2 separate regions of the Bicyclus anynana genome follow, and region 1 is linked to region 2. A link is a contact called in public Hi-C data. All regions are on one chromosome and are shown on one strand. The core of a region is the stretch at or near the end of the contact, and the rest is flanking DNA. Distances in the headings are between cores, read along the strand shown. Region 1 holds the start of LOC112044951 (epimerase family protein SDR39U1). Region 2 holds the start of LOC112044916 (gamma-glutamyl hydrolase A).

Region 1 (3,557 bases), core at 636-3,135, 140 kb after region 2:
ATGATATAAGGATTTAGGAGCTAGTTTGCTGCAGATTCCCTGTCAGCAGCTCCCCCTATGGCTTGTTGTGGAAATCTGTTCCACAGGTCTGGAATGCTGTCTTTGTAGCCAAGTAAAAGACTCAGAGCCCATGCAAGCTCATTTGTGTGGACTGTCAGTCTCTCCTGATACCTCAGGTTGCACTATGATATTTCGTCACATACAGTTTGTATGCCAATGTTGCGGTACATGAATGAAAACTATTAAAAAACAAATTATGACTAAATAAATGCATTTACATCAGCCTGTATCTGTCCACTGCTGGAGATAGGCCATTCAGAGAGCATGCCACCACACACAATCACTAACCACTACCTTCTTACGATCACTAACATAGTCGGGAATTAAAGCATGTACACATTATTTTCAAAGTTTTTGTCATCATCAAGCATAGATATAGCAGGATAATTCTTAAGTAAAATATCAGTTTAATTTTGTTATTTCAGGTTTCAAATGACTTTTCTTTGAACAGCACTACATTTAGCAATCTTCATTGCAGACAAATGTAGTGCAACTTTTAAGTAGTAGTTACTTTAATAGTATCCATAGTGGAATGTTATCCATATTGTCAATTATTAAAAAATATAGTCAATATTATGTGGTTGTAGAATAACCAATCTTACCACTTACAGGTCTCACAGGTGGATCAACATAAGCAGCTTTTTCCCAGTCAACAAGTAATTTTGAAAAGAAATCTTGCCCTGTTGAAGGGCTTGACTCATCATATCTGTTTGTTTCAGAAGGCTCGTAAGCCCCAACACCAGTTACTAACACAAACACCTTGGGTTTTTTTTGACTCTTATTTATAACTGTGGCTAATGATCTCGTTGTGAAAATCCGAGAGTTATACACATTCTGTTTAAATCTGAAACATATCAAACATAAGTACCTTAGTGACATGTTTATTATGTGGATGTGGGCTTATAGTCATGTGGCACATCAATTTTCTTTCTACAAATACTAACTTTTCGCTTTGAAAACTAACAAAATGTATGTGAATGACAGATCTGATTGATTACTTGATCATGTGGCATGTCGATAGCAAATGTCATTCCCATACATTTTTCAATTTTCAAAGTGTTAGCATTTGTAGAAAGATAATCAACGTGGCACATGGCTACATGCCCTGGCTTAACACCAAAGTGTACATGAGACAGTCGCATAAAGTATTCTAACAATCTGTGCAACTTTCGTAACTTTTTAGACAGGCACAGAATACACAGTCTGCCCACACAGCCTGCTATCAGTGGCGTGCATAACGATTTTAACTAGGGTATGCACTTTATGTACAAATTATACAAAATGGGAAATTCCTTCCACAACGCACGGTTCGTAATGAGTCTTCAGGGTAGGCAAGGCATATTTACGTCTATTATATAGCAATTTTGAAATCCCTACATACTTTTGAAATTGGAGAACGTACCTTTCATTCTCTTTCATAGTCGGGTAACTATGAAAGAGAATGGGACTCTAGTGCACATATGAATAATGAGGTCATTGTCCTCATGTGCACAGAGTCCTCTAGTAAATATGACTATGGTTATATATAAATTAATGCAATTTATAGTTGATGTGTGTTGTTTGTGGCTGTGTGTACTATATGATGGACTTACCCTGGCGTCCATGATTTTGTAAAATCCATAAAGTGTTGTCCAGCAAGATTCACAACAGCAGTGGTGTCCGGTGGCAATCCAGAACTTTCTACTGCAGTCCAAGATATGCTAGTGGCAGCTGGCATTCGAGATACATTCACAACATTATAATTGCTTGCCTTAAGAAGCTTATTCAGTCGTTTCCCTACAAAGCCTGTTCCCCCACCTGATATAAATAAAATAAAACTTATAATATAGAAAAATAACAGTTAAAAAAGTAACTTTATTGACCTACATTTAACTGAATTTAACACAACTTGTACAATGCAACTTCTTGTTATTTTTGGTCATATTTATAGTTTTCATGTTAATGAATATCACGGTGATAGAGATATCAATAATATTAAAGCTTACCAACTAATACTGTGCTAGTTGCCATTTTTATTAATTGAGGTTATGTAATCTTCTTAGGTTCCTATGAAGTTAAATAGGAATTATTTAAATAGCTCCCTTTAAAAACTAAACAAACTAACACGTAATTACAACATAAATATGTAATTCGACATACATCTATTAAAATTTAACATTCAATAAACATTTTACCGGCCGATAAACTAATTATAGTAATTAAGTCAGCCTTTGACGGTCAATTATTTTCACGTTTCTGCAGCGCAACGCAAACGGCAGCGAAGACGTTTCATAGGTCGAGCCTGACAAATACACGATCAGTTATAGTCGTGGGTGCTGCAGAATCTTGAGAATAATTGATCGTTAATGGCGTGCGTTATCTGATCGGAAATCGGAATGGGATCGTGTTGTATTGTATTTGTAATACTTATTACTTATTACTAAATTATTTCTAAATAAATATAATCTGACATCTGTCATCAGTTGAACTGTGTTTGAGGAGTATTAGTGTTCTGTGGTTTGAGAGCACAGTTAGCCGTAATATTATGTACTCACCTGTGCAAAAGGACTAGAGCTTAGAGCCCAGATCCATAATTATAAAAAAAATTGTACTTTTGTATTTATTATTCTGTGTAATTGTGTATTCTGTGCTTTTGACAAAGAGTAAATTAATATGGCTTTTGACTTTGACTTTGACTTTGAATATTGACGTCTGCGGTCTGTGCTTTTTCTCATCATTTTCTTCAGTTTTCTTTTTATCTATTCTTTAATATTAAAACTATTTACTGAGTTATTTAAATTTAGCTAAATCCTATTTAAGAAAATGGCTGATCCAGAGTTGGATAAAATAAGGCAGCAGCGCTTGGCACAATTACAGGCCCAACATGGGGTAAGTTAGCTTGCATGAGGTTGATGTCATTAACAGCTAAAAACACATAATATAAAAATAATTTCCCTGTTTAAACCCTATTAATTGTTCGGCCTTAACATGCCTAAATTGTAGAAATTCGCTGATGTGGAAGTATAGTTTGTTATATGAAATTTTATTAATATAACCAATAAACTATTATTTATTTAAAACTAGCGGACCCGTCAAGCTTCGCTTTGACTTATGTGCACTTCTTCCCTATCCCTACACTACATTACTCAACACCTACCCTTCCCCTACCCTATCCCTACCTTACCCCTACACTTCCCCTACCCTACCCCTACTCTACCTCTACCCTACTCCTACCCCTACTTAAAACTCAAACGTTTATATGGGAAATAGAAAAGGGTTGATTTTATGGTTTTCCCAGCAATTATTCTAATTTTTCTCACCTTTTAAACCTTCCCTATACCTCCACGAACATTTCAAGACCAAGATAAGATAAAGCCGTTCAGCCGTTCTCGAGTTTAAGCGAGACTAACGAACAGCAATTCATTTTTATATATATACATTGTTTATTTCCATAATAAATGTTATCCAAAAATATATATTATCTAGATCTAATTATTCTTTATTAATCAAATTTATTT
Region 2 (3,605 bases), core at 44-2,543:
TTATAATAATAGAGATATGTCACTAGTGCGTTAAAACTGTGGCAAACAATTCAAACAAATAATACCTAAATATTGTATACCATGTCAAGTTGTGTGTTATGGAACTTAAACTGTAAATACATAAATATAAATTGGAATTAAACACAAAATTGTGCATGAGTGTGCTCAGGGGAGTAGCTAAAGGACATTTTTTTATGGAGGTTGGGCCTTTATTCCGAGTGTCAACTAAGCAGAACAAATTATATTTATCATAAAAAACCATAAAATTTATGGGCTTAAAACCTAAAATATTTTTTTTTGGAACCCGTTTTTTTTATTATTGTATTTTTTTCATTAGCTGACAATATTAATTAGGTTTTTTTATTATGGCAACATGCTTGTAACTCACACCCTGACAGATTGTTAGTAATCTTCGCATAGTCGTGTTTGTAGAAAGCCTTTAACATTTCAAGGATTTTTTTTTTGTTTCATGCTTCTCTGTCTACGATTTAAAAATTCTTTTTAACTTGTGTCATATTGACATTTGACAATATTACATGACATAGACCTTATTTATTAAACAGCCTACACCGGATATTAATTTAATTCCTAGTGTTTTAATAGCTGTTTTGAACACTTTTACTGTATTGTCAATGTTTAATTTGTAGACAAGGGAGCGAAACCATTAAAACACTAGGTATTTTTACCTAGTGTTTTAATAGTTATGAAAAATTAAATTGTAGACAGAGAAGCAATGAACAAAAAAGTCCATTTATTGCTTCAATAAAAACGCCAGCCGAGATTTCGCAACATTGTATTTTATTATATACATAGCATTTAATAAACCTTGATGAAAATACTTGCTTTCTAGTTTGCTAATTTCATGTTTTACTAAACAAAAAGTTGTAGACCATGTTTATGCCACTTAACTACAGAAGCCGCAGAAACCGGCATATTTAGGAAGCTCTTAATATGACTAAAACTATTACATCAAGGAACAATCGATTCTATAGTTTATTTAATTTGTTTGAGTTATTGCTAACACTAATCAACTTTTCCGAGACCGAGAGTATTCCTTTCATTCCTCTTACCATAGACGGTCTTAGACAAATTCACAGATTATAGAAACAGTGTTGTTGTAATTTGACAGAACTAAAAAACCAACCTCAGATATAATTTTTGCTGGATAATCTAAGCTTTTGTTGCCACTCATTATTATTATATTACAGATCTCTTAGTATTAAAATGAATATCATTAGAAATGGACAAAAGAATATCACTATCACGTCACATTCTGATATACTCGTAGTCTCAATTAACTGCAAAACGTTTATTGTAAGCAAACAATAAGGATCAATAAAGTTAACAGAGCGCATGCGTGTTTTTTAAAATGCAGATACTATAACACCTATATTTTGACGACCTCTCTAGCGCAGTTAATATTGACGTGGTTCTCAACAGATAGGTCCTAGGTTTGATTCCCAGATTGGGTCAGTTTGGGATTTTATAACTTTTGAATTGGCTTAGGTCTAGTCCTGGTAGCAGGCCGTAGCTAGTCACCCTACTGTAGTACCCTACTGGAAAAACGAACTGCCAAGCGTTCTGCTACGATGCCGAGTTGAAAGCGCTGGTAATTGTACCTCTTCCAAGTAAGCTCACTTACATCTTCAACTGCATCATCACTTAACATCAGGTGTGATCGTAGTCAAGGCCAAATATTCGTAGACGAAGTAAATCCGGATTTATATATGTCTAACGTGTCGTGTCGTGACGCATCAGAAAAGAATCGTACATATATATCATACATTAGATATGGCAACGTTTAAATATATGTGTTGTGACATGTCGTGATGGCTTCTGATGTTTTGTTCTGATGCGTCACGACACGACACGTTAGACAAGTGTAAATCGGGCTTTAGTTAAACTTGTCAGACAAGATAAATCATAAGATCTGAAAAAACGGCCACGCATCATGTCACCGAATAACGAATCGATTATTTACAGAATTCATGTTTAAGATAGTATACTATTTTTTGAGAATGCTATAAACATTATTTTGATTTTTTTTTCACTGCCCACATCCTTTACTTTAGTATTTTAGTCGTATACGAACAATTTTTGGATTTACCGCCCAAAACTCGTCCGTACTCGACTAAAATAATAAAGTAGTGCGAACTAGGTTTAAGCAGACTTGATCGAAAACTTGACCGTGTGTTGTTGGCGTAAGGCGCAATATCTTGTTCTCAATTACAAAATTATTTTTATTATCTACAGTCACATTTGTGATTATTTCACTGGGCAACATTGAAGATACCTCGTCAAAAAAGAAAAATGCCGCTGCAAAAAAGAAACGTAATGTTAAAGGTACTCTAATAAATATTGTCGTTCTCGTTTATATCTTCTGTAATATATTTAAACACATAGTTAAAGTGAAGTGACGTTAATTGAGATAACAAGAGAACGAGATAATGAACTCATTTTTTATAAACAAGGCGTTTAAAAAATACGTTGTGTTCTAGGTTGGTTTCCTGCGTTGACAAGGAAATTCGCGTATTTTCTTTTGTAATTCAAGTTTATTGAAATAAGATGTACGAAATGGTAAGAAATGTCCTTTTTATGTATAAACATCTTGTTATGAAAGCGATGATTAGAACTCGTGAATGATTAAGGTTTACACTCGTATCACTTTGTTCCTTTTTCAGAATACGGCGGAACCTATGCAAGTGGACGTTCCACTTGAAGACAATGAGAACAATGAAACAGAGTGTTATGTCGTAGAGAATCCTACATTAGACTTGGAAACATATGCTGCATCATATACTGGGTTTGCTAAGTTGTACAGACTCATGTTTGTAGCAGACCACTGCCCTTCTTTAAGATTAGAAGCTCTCAAAATGGCTATATCATACGTCATGACTACATATAATGTAAGTCTTTACCAAACACTTCACAAGAAGCTCGCTGAAGCCATAGCGTCAGCTGGTCTGCCGGATGTAGCCGTGCAGATGGGCTCACAGGACATCCCTGTGCTCGACTCCATATGGGTGGAATCAAAAACTAAAAAGGCTGCCATAAAGTTGGAAAAATTAGATACAGATCTTAAGAATTACAAAACAAATTCTATTAAAGAAAGCATCAGAAGAGGACACGATGACCTCGGCGACCATTACCTGGACTGCGGAGACCTCACTAGCGCTTTGAAATGCTATTCAAGAGCCAGGGACTACTGCACTAGTGGCAAACATATAATAATGATGTGTCTCAATGTAGTTAAAGTGTCAGTGTATTTGCAAAATTGGGCTCACGTTCTCAATTATGTTTCCAAGGCTGAAGGGACACCAGACTTCAATGAAGTTCCAGGAAAAGATTCCAACCAAGCCATACTGACTCGCTTAAAATGTGCCGCAGGTCTAGCTGAGTTAGCTACTAAGAAATATAAATCTGCTGCCAAGCACTTTCTGGCCGCCAGCATCGACCACTGTGAGTACCCAGAGCTGCTGAGCAGCAACAATGTCGCAGTGTACGGAGGACTTTGCGCACTGGCCACCTTTGATCGCTCTGAACTTCAGAAGCAAGTAATAGTTAGCAGTTCTTTTAAATTATTTTTAGAACTAGAACCACAATTA

Evidence for each region. Hi-C and Micro-C count contacts between places; a contact is called where the count stands out from the background.
Region 1: a Hi-C map of whole body shows a contact between it and region 2, with 3 times the contacts expected there. The contact joins the promoter of LOC112044951 here to the promoter of LOC112044916 in region 2. A contact is called at or near these places in 2 of 2 Hi-C or Micro-C datasets (whole body and whole larva).

Annotation. Positions count from the first base shown.
Region 1 is chr15:3,401,561-3,405,117 of ilBicAnyn1.1, forward strand. LOC112044951 (epimerase family protein SDR39U1) reads right to left here and starts at 1,886. Exons shown (of 4, transcript XM_024080965.2): 1 at 1,653-1,886; 2 at 670-904. The coding sequence starts at 1,777. It overlaps LOC112044941 (programmed cell death protein 5), which reads left to right and starts at 2,731. Exons shown (of 3, transcript XM_024080958.2): 1 at 2,731-2,928. The coding sequence starts at 2,863.
Region 2 is chr15:3,261,135-3,264,739 of ilBicAnyn1.1, forward strand. LOC112044916 (gamma-glutamyl hydrolase A) reads right to left here and starts at 1,294. Exons shown (of 7, transcript XM_052885863.1): 1 at 1,145-1,294. The coding sequence starts at 1,192. LOC112044919 (COP9 signalosome complex subunit 1) reads left to right here and starts at 2,262. Exons shown (of 4, transcript XM_024080927.2): 1 at 2,262-2,343; 2 at 2,499-2,577; 3 at 2,682-3,605. The coding sequence starts at 2,566.